Linked DNA regions of Mus musculus: region 2 is linked to region 1. Evidence: chromatin contacts called from public Hi-C data. All regions are on one chromosome and are shown on one strand. The core of a region is the stretch at or near the end of the contact, and the rest is flanking DNA. Distances in the headings are between cores, read along the strand shown. Region 1 overlaps Fzd3 (frizzled class receptor 3). Region 2 holds the start of Fzd3 (frizzled class receptor 3).

What was found. A called contact is a pair of places that touch in the nucleus more often than the background predicts.
Region 2: a contact with region 1 is called in a Hi-C map of olfactory sensory neurons, with 1.5 times the contacts expected there. The contact joins the promoter of Fzd3 here to the enhancer-like site in region 1. A contact is called at or near these places in 11 of 39 promoter capture datasets (the 3T3-L1 cell line, the HPC-7 cell line, the SN4741 cell line and 7 more), 8 of 484 Hi-C or Micro-C datasets (the AML12 cell line, B cells, the P5424 cell line and 4 more), 3 of 115 datasets of contacts at active chromatin or transcription factors (embryonic forebrain, embryonic stem cells and forebrain) and 4 of 9 other capture datasets (adipose tissue, embryonic stem cells, liver and 1 more).

Annotation. Positions count from the first base shown.
Region 1 is chr14:65,193,079-65,197,788 of GRCm38.p6, forward strand. Fzd3 (frizzled class receptor 3) reads right to left here. Exons shown (of 7, transcript NM_021458.2): 7 at 1-4,710. Among named protein-coding and RNA genes, the nearest start is that of Gm30008, 20 kb to the left of the region's middle. Within about 2 kb of position 2,838, at least 16 of the 459 cell types and tissues checked have an H3K27ac peak or open chromatin away from gene starts, as enhancers often do. A contact at or near this core is called in B cells and olfactory sensory neurons, where this site is marked.
Region 2 is chr14:65,259,738-65,264,447 of GRCm38.p6, forward strand. Fzd3 (frizzled class receptor 3) reads right to left here and starts at 2,726. Exons shown (of 7, transcript NM_021458.2): 1 at 2,595-2,726.

The DNA of each region.
Region 1 (4,710 bases), core at 1,588-4,087:
GCAAGATAATAAGATTATAGTCACTGACAATTTAATATGAATTGTCTGAATTTGCTTCTTCCTAACACTTGAAGTAGGTCATACTTTGGACAGACTGATCAGAGCCACTGGAACGAGTAGGAACTAGAAAGGTTTCAGGCTGAGCATTTGGGGATCAGATCAGCTAAATTAGGGCTCACTGAGGGGCATCACTGAGGAAGAGGTGTACCAAGTCTCTACTGAAATCAAAGTACCTTTGTCTAACACAAGAATGCATCGAGAACTGAGACGCCCAGAATAACTCCAAGAGTGCAACGGGTACTGAGTAATGACTCCAAGCAACTATTTGAATTACTCACAACAATATGGGGCAATTTAGTCTGAGTTTGAAACAACCTAGTTTATACCTTTTTGGACCATAAAACTGAGAATTTCCTGGATAGGAGTTTCATATTCTTATCTGTGTGTTTATATTTCTATACCTTTGTTCCCCTGACCAGAAAGCTAAGTATAAAGAAAATCTTTAGATGAAAGCTTACAGAACATGTGTTGGCTGTATAGCATGGCATTCATTTATTTTGGAGGATAAAACTCTGTAGTTGGCAAAAATTGAGTACCTATTACACCAGGGGATTAGTCTACCTCTAAATGGTATTTGTCGACTATTCCCTTGACATTGTGACAGTATGTCAGCTTATAAAAGCTTGAAAATCAAACACAGACTTAGTGAAGAGCTTATGTATCTTAAGTGTTCTCAAAGGTATTTACTTCAGGTTGATAAAGTGTCTTTAAAAGCAGGAATTCAGCAACAAGACTGAGCAGTTTTTGAGATGACCTAAGAGTTGTCTCTTCTGATAGCCTGAGAAGAGTGGAGGTGAAAAGCTAACATCTCTTCTAAAACAGCCTAAGTCCCTAACATGTGCTTACTTCCTCCCAAGACAGCAATTTCACATGCTTAGAAGAGTATTTCCAACTATTCAGACTGAGAGAACCTTGAGCTCAAGTGTCAGAGAAATCACTCAACAACAGAGTTGTTCACTGAGACAAGAAAGTAAGAGACAGCTCATTAATATGGGATTTAGATATTCTGTATTACAGACAATGAATAACTATTATCATAGATACGTGTTTCTATAAATACTCCTCCAACCTATCAGATTAAAATATTAGAGAGTATTTTTTTTTCTCATTTTTGAAAACAGGGTCTTGTTATGTAGCTCAGCCTGGCCGTCAGTTCCTGGCAATCCTCTGGCCTCATTTAGCCTTGCCTCCTAAATGCTGGGATTATAGACATATATCTATCACGTTGGACTTGAAAACAACACTTCCTAATTTAAAATTTTAATTTTGAGAATTAATTTTTATAATAGTTCCTACAAAGGAAATAAGCCAGCACGATGCTCCAGGCTCTATAAACTGTACTCTGGAAGCTGGCGGGGGGAGAGGGGGAGGTGACAATGTGTACTTTACCACGAGGAAACAAAGCTTTAAACTTCAGTGAGAAAGTAAGACTCAAAATCAAAATCTAGAAACTGAAAATAAAAGCAGAAAAGCTGTTTGCAGTTGGTATTAAAGGGCTGGAGATATGGTTCAGTGGCAGAAGGTGTGGATAATAAAAGAAAGGCCTGGTTCCACATTCGTCACAGACAGACACACACACACACACACACACACACACACACACACACACACACACACAATTAGGAAGGAAAGGAAGGAAGGAAAAATATAAGCTGATGTTAAGTACATGAGAAGCTCACGACTGCAACCTTGGCACTCAGGAGGCCATGCGGGAAGAATGTAAGCTTCAAGGCTAGTCTACACAACACAGCAAGTTCAAGGCCTTGATACCTGATAGAAAAGACCAAGGTCTGGTGAGCTGGAACACTTGCCGAATATATGCAAGGCTCTGGTAGCAGGCAAGGCCCTAGTCCCAGGGGAAATAATAAAGCAAACATAAAACACGAGAAGCTGGATGGTTCTGGGGAAGTTGGAGCACTATAAAAAGAGAAATGATAACAAAATCCACATTTATTCAGCTTCCAGAGTCTGAATGCCTTTCCCCTTCTCCCTCTACTTGGTTTTTGACACGGTCTTACTATGTAGCTCAGGTTGGCCTATAATTATATACCATGCAGCACAAGATGGCCTTAAATGTATAATTCTTCTGTCTTAGCCTCTCAAGAGACTGGGATTCCAGTGTGAGTCCCCACACTTAGCTTAAACAAACATTTTCATGCTAGAGAATCCATTTTATGATTTAAACAATTTCACACTTATATTATTTTCAAGGCATATTCATCTCAGCTCAATGTAAAAATCTACTGTGCAGATTTCTTTAAAAAAATGATTTCATAGTAAGTGCTTCTGCTGACACGATTAGTTCTGGGAAAATGACCTGAGACAGGGCTGAGGGAAGAGATGTGCCAGCTTTTCAAAACTGAGGGTGGAAGGGTGGCTAGACAAACAGAAAAAGAAAAGAAGGATAACTATAAACCACCCCTCTAGGGTTACTTTTTTTTCTTATAGAACTTCTCATTATCAATCCCCAATATTCATTGAAACTGGACTTCATAGTCAATGTATGCAACAACAAGGACTTGTAAGAGCCAGAAAACTGAAAATAAATGTGCTGTTTTTAGAGACAATTTAAAAAAATGTTAACGGTTATGGTTAATGGCAGAATACATCCGAGGAATATGTTGCTAAGCAACTGGGTCACTTTGCAACGTCAGAGCATGCACTCACCGAATCACATGCCTATGATGTTACTAAGTGATATGACCCTATGGGACCACTGCTGTATGGACAGGGTGTCTGAAACAGGACTTAACCTTGGGATCCTCTTGCCTTAGGCTGCCATGTGTTTCCTAACTAAAAATGACTAAAGCATCATTATGCAGCATATGGCCATAGGACTCTCTGAGAGACTGAGCATCTAATTTCTGAGAACCAGTGACAGACCTAAGACAAGGGATTAAATGTAGCTAAGGAAATCTAATAGGCGCTGAGGCTGTGTATATAGCTCACTGGTAGAATGGCTGCCTAGCACATGCTTGTTCACCAGAACCAAAGGGGATGGGAGGGGCAACAAAGCTGACATAGTTAGAAAAAAAATCCCACTAGAAACCAGTACATCAACCTATACCTACTTCCTAATGCTATGAACTCATCAGACTTCAGTCTCAACTGTACACTGTATGTCTACAGTCCAAGGCATTCAAGATGTCTGAAGGGATGCAGACAGTCAGAGCTAAGAAACCCACCTTCCAACTGGGTGGGCTGGAGGAATGGCTCAGTGGTTAGAAGATCTTTCAGGACTGGGGTTAGATTCCCAGCACCCACATAGTGGCACACAACCCTCTATAGCCTTATTTCAGGGGATCCCTCAGTGCCAGGCATTCAAATGGTACACAGACACAGATCCAGGCAGAACATCCAAACACATAAGATTAGAAGATAGCAAGTGAGATTTCCTTGATCCAATTCATGTAAAGCGTCATTAATTTACAAGAGAATTCTATTGAAAGGATGAAGCTATTGGAATCTGTTTTATTAAAGACTACTTACAATTTTTTATTAATTTATTTTGTTTATGTGTGTGCATGTGCACTACAACCCGCATGTGGAGGTCAAAGGACAACTTGTGGGAGTCTGTTCTCTCCCCCATCATATGAGTGTCTAGGCTAGAAACCAACACTGTCAGGCACGGCAGCAAGTGCCAGTACCTGCCACGTCATCTCACTGGCCCCAGGAGAATTAAGGGAACTTTATGGTAATATTCTCTGCAAAGCCAGGACAAATGAACAATAACAAGTCACATTTATCTCTAACAATATTTTATGAGTTTTATTTTCAATGCTGGGACTGAACCCATGGCCCTGTCTATTGCTGAGCTAAATCCTAATCCTGCTAATATTTTAAAATCGGTCATCGCTTTTCTGTGGCAATCTGCAACTACACATATTCAATGAAGTTGAGGAGGCAGTTAAAGAGTTCTATTCCATTTCTCTAAGTTCTTTAGACTTTATAATCAATCTGGGCAGTGGTGGCACATAACTTTAAGCCTCTCACGTGGGAGGCAGAGGCAACCAGATCTCTGAGTTCAAGGTCAGCCTGATCTACAGAGCAAGTTCCAGGACAGCCAGGACTACACAGAGAAACATTGTCTTGAAAAACCAAAATAATAGTAATAGTAGTAGTAGCAGTAGCAGCAGCAGCAGCAGCAAAAACAACACTAATGAAAGCTGGAAAAACCTGACAGCCTTTTAATTAGCAAAGGGACCGGTGCTGTCAGCGATCTGTTCATCACTGATTTTATTTTGAACACATGCTAGGGAGGTACTCTCCCAATGAGCTACACTACAGCTCTACAGAATGCATTTGGTATGAGGGCTGGACTAGAAAATCTATATTCATAATTAAGAGAACAAATATCAAAAATATCATGTCATTTCTTTTGTTTATCAACTTATGTTGACATCTAAATTTTTCCCATTAAAAGCCATGCCTGGTATTTATAACTTCTTTTACTTTTATTATCTATAATTTTCCTCTTTTAAAAATCGCTTAAGTTAGAACATGGTGGCATGTCTGAAATCCCAGCACTTGCCTGGCAAGGGTGAGAGTTCCATGAGCTCAAAGCCAGCCTGGGATATACACCTAAGCCTCTGAGATCAGCCTGAGCCAGTCTGTGAGGGGGCTGGAAATGGAGCCCACTGTCAGGATACT
Region 2 (4,710 bases), core at 1,476-3,975, 67 kb after region 1:
TGTGTGCTTTCAGTAAAGTACTGTTTTGGTGAGACATAATGAGGGGGAGACTGGAATGTATTAAGCTCACTCCCTGAGTTGTAGTCTTCAAAAGCTTCATTTATAGTGCATTCCCTGGATGCACTGAAGCTAGTGGTTCCCAGAATGATAAACTAGAAATTGGAGAGGGAGACCATTTCTGAAACAGCAGCTAAACGTCTCTTCGAGCCAATGAAGAGTTGTTATTCCCAGCCTTACAAGTACCACCACTGAAAACTCCTTTTCTTTCCTCAGAACCTTACTGTATCTCTCTGCACAGATCTCTACTGAATGAAGATAATGATGTGCTAAGAACTGCTACCTACCACCTGCCTCCTAAGAACAATCAATATACCAAGATGCTCAGAAGGCTTTGGGTTTTTTTGGTTTTGGGTTTTTTTTATTTGAGAAGAGGTTTCTCTATGCAGTCCTGGGTGTCCTGGAACTGGCTATGTAAACCAAGCCAGCCTTGAATTCACAGAGATTCTCCTTTAAGTGATGGGATAAAAGGTGTGTGCCACCACACCTGATTTCATGCTCAGTTTTACATACAAAATCATTGTAGAGTGTTAGTAACAAACTAATATAAAACATAAGTGGGGTAGATTCCCAGCTCCCAGAGGTCAAGCAGGGAAACACTCTTTTGTAAGCAGAACCCCCTCCTCTCTTCTTCCCACACAATAAAGGTTTCATGCTGTATTATACAAAGACTTACACTGTATTATACACATCACTATTAAATTCCTCTCAACCCTTTCTACTTCAAATATCTCAAGCATGGAATTAAAACAAAACAAAACAAATTAAAACAAAACAAAACAAAACAACCATCCACTTGAAGACCCAAAACAGAAAATAAAGTTCATAGAAATCTGGGGGGAAACGGACGAGAAGGCCACAGTCACTTTCTCTTCTATTAATGGACCCTTACTAGCCTTTTAAGAGATGAGAGGCACATTATCACTAGACAAAAGGAAAAAAAAACAGGAAAGATGAAAGAGAATTCTAGACTTTATTTAAAAATATGCCTATTTTGCTAACAGTTTCAAAGCATTTGGGGGCAGACAGATCAACACTACCCACTGTTTTACTAAGTCTAGGGAAGAGCTGCAACCGGGTTATAGTTTATCTCGGTTTTATCCTTCCAAATATTTACACTCCTTTCCCTGGCTCCTTAACCCTGAATCTTTTTACCTTTATGCTGTGGTTCAAGAAAATGTGTTGTTTCGGGGGTGGAGGGGGGACGACGACGACGACACTGATTTGTTTAAAGGTAGAGAGAGAATGTAAGGTCTTATCGCCTCCTTTCTTTTTGAGAAAGTGGTCCACTACACAGCCTATTCTGGCCTGTAACTTTCGGAGATTCTCTTGCTTTAGTTTCCGATTACTCAAATTACAGGCATGAGCCATTATCATGCACAACTTGAGTACCCGCTTCTTAATACACAACTAGATTTATCTAGTCCTCTTCTAGCCCATTATGCCCAGTAGACCACCGAGGACCAAAGCAGGCTGAGAAGGGAGGTGGCATCCTTAAGCCCAGCTGGTCTTTGTTTCCCTGCTCTCATGTACTGGTTTTGCAAAGCAACCCAATTCCCATCAACAAACATTCTGGATGTACTGAAGGACTTTCCCACCGTGAGATTTAAGCTGGTGCGTCTGTTCGGCAGTCTGAGAAATTCAGAAGGGAGCTAAAAATTGTGATTCTATCATTGGGCGAAAACCCAGACCTCTCGAGACGTTTTTCAACTTTAAGTCTCTTCTGCCTAATTAATGGCATGTGCTTTTGTTCTTTTTCTACCCACAAGAGGGAAAGAATAGGAAAAGGGAGGAGAAAAGAAAAATGAAAAAGCCCTCTCCTCTTCCCTTGAGGAAGTCCCTACCTCCAAGAGTCCCAAGATGCGAAAAGCCTATGGGATGTTTACAACCTTAACGTTACCCGCATCTCAGTGCCTTTATTCCAGAGGCTAGGAATTCACGCCGCATCCCAGGGCAAATCTGCCGACCCCGAGTCCCCACCGCGGGGGTACCTGGGGAGCGCGCGGCGCTGGGAGCCTCCGACTTTGCAAACTGATGGGCAGCAAGGGACAACTTTTGGGCGCTGGGTGTCAGGGGTCGGCCGGGGGCTGCAGGGAAGCAGCGGCGCCGGAGCTCGGCGCATCGTCCTCCCGCCCACGCCCCCGCGGCGCCGAGCGCAGAAACCGGCTGGGCCCGGCCTCGCTCCCCGCAGGCGACCGGCGCGGGGACCCGCCGCGTCCACACTCGCACAGGTTGCCCGGCGCGGGCGGGACGTACCGGCCCCGCCGCTTTCCCAGGGCATCCTCGCTTAGAGCGGCCGCGGCCCCGAACTCCGCGCCGCCCACTCCGACCCGGCTCCGGCCGGGCCGCTCGCCAGCCGCAGCTCCGCGCCCGCCTCGGCAGCGCCGGCCTCGGGCTTTTGTTCGGCCGCGACGCGAGCAGCGAGCGCCGCCTGACGAGGGGCGGCTGGGCTGGGGCAGGCGCCTCGGCGCTCTCCACACGCAACGCTCCTCTCCCGCCCTCCCGGCCCCGGAGGAAACGTCGGCCGCACGACTCACCTCACCGCCGGCCTCCGGGCTCTCCCGGGCAGCGCCGCTGGCCCCGCAGGCAGCCGCGCGTCCCTCAGGTTCCCCGAGCGGCCGAGGACCGCAGGCGCGCCGAGCCTTCGCGAGCGTCGAGGCGCGCGGCCCGGGGAGGGAGGTGCGCGCGCACGTGCCGCGCATGCGCGCTACGGTCAGCCTCCTATCCAGCTCCTGGCTGTGCAGCGCTGACCGGCTTCGTTGTTCTCAGCCTGGCGTCCTAGGTGATAGTGACGTCTTGAGCGCCGCGCGTCGGTTTGGTGGTTCCCAGCGCTGGAGGCATTCATCCAACATGTGCCCAGTCCTTCTTGCAAAGTCCGCCTGAGCCAAGTTCTCAGTGCGGGTCCAGTGCGGAAGCCAGTGTGCCAACCTCGGACCTCGGGGACTCACGGTGAAGGGTAGTGCCGCGCACAGGTAGCAAGGGACACCCGGTCTGTTGCAACGCTGCACTCTGACCGGCGAAGCAGGTGCACACTTCGCGTCCTCTCCACCGAGACCTTACTATAAACAGACGGAGCTTGTGCTCGCTGGTGACATGCCTCATCTTCCGCTTAGAGGGCTCCCCACTCCCTTTGCTATATGCACGGCTTGAGGAGCTGAAAGATTTCTTTAGAGGTCATCTAAACACAATTTTATTTTTTCCCAACAGGGAGAAGAACTCTCAGAAAGGTTGGATGTCTTACTTAGTCACACAGCATTTTAATGGAAGAGCCTGTATTCAATTAATCGTGATTGCGTTTCTCTTTGTTACAGGGTTTTACCTATCTTTCTTTTTGTCCATCTTCAACTTAGAGTCCATGGCTTCATTTGGTTCTCTTGGTAGCTCACAGGACATACAGCAACGTTGGCCCTGTTGCAAGTGATTGTACTTGACACTACTGACCCTTATGTTTATAAATGGCTACGGTGAGAACATATGGGCTGAAGATACAGTTCTGTTGGTAAAACATTTGCTATACAAGCGGAAGAACCTGAGTTACATCCCCAGAACCCACAAAACAACAACAACAACAAAATAACAACAACAAAATCAGTCCTAATAGCAGGCACTTGTGGTCCCAGTGCTGGGGAGGTGGAGCCAGGGTGGGTCCTGGGGCTAGCTAGTCACTCAGCCTAGCCCATTTGGTGAATCCCCAGGCCAGTGAAAGATTTGTCTCAAAAAACTAGGTGGAGAGCAACTGACTAACACACCTGTAGTTGACCTCTGGCCCATAGGTGTACAGAGAGACAGATAACAAGAGACAGAGTCAGATATAATTTTTAAAAGGTTCTCAGGTAATTTAGTGAATGCTGAAAAGTCTTGTGCTCAGGTCAGTCTCACATCAGAATTGACAGAATTTGATAGGCCAGCGTGATAAACAAAATCTGAAATAGCAATTTCCACTTTCCTTATTGGCACTTGTGCAGCAACATTTTCAGGACAATAATGTTGATTCTTAGGGCCATTCCAGGCAAATCAGCATGCCCCAGGGACCCAGTGGTGTCTCTTGATGAGAGTAAATGAAGAGGCAGGTGGTATATGGGGGTGGAGGAGAAACTTTGTCATAGCTTTATGTAGTGCTAGATCCCCATTACTAAGGCACTGGAAATGTGCTTGCAGGAGCCTTCTTACTCAGTGTACACAGTACGCTATAAAAACAGACACAGGCCACGCCACTGCTCACATCAGCAGATGGGGATGACACAGACACAATTACAAATATATCAACATCGTCAGGTCCCATAAATAAATACAATACTTAGCAGAAAAGGAAACTGCTATATATAAGTGGTAGTACATCTTTAAAAACTGTCAAGAATAAATCACTTGTAAGAGTGAACATATATGCCGGGCAGTGGTGGTGCATGCCTTTAATCCTAGCACTTGGGAGGCAGAGGCAGGTGGATTTCTGAGTTCAAGGCCAGCCTGGTCTACAGAGTGAGTTCCAGGACAGCCAGGGCTACACAGAGAAACCCTGTCTCGAAAAACAAAAACAAACAAACAAACAAAACAAAGAGTGAACATATATATAATGAAACTGTCCAAAAAGGAACAAGAAGGCGGTGCACAAATTGTTTTCTAGACATAGCAAGGACAATGGGATCTGTGTGCGGA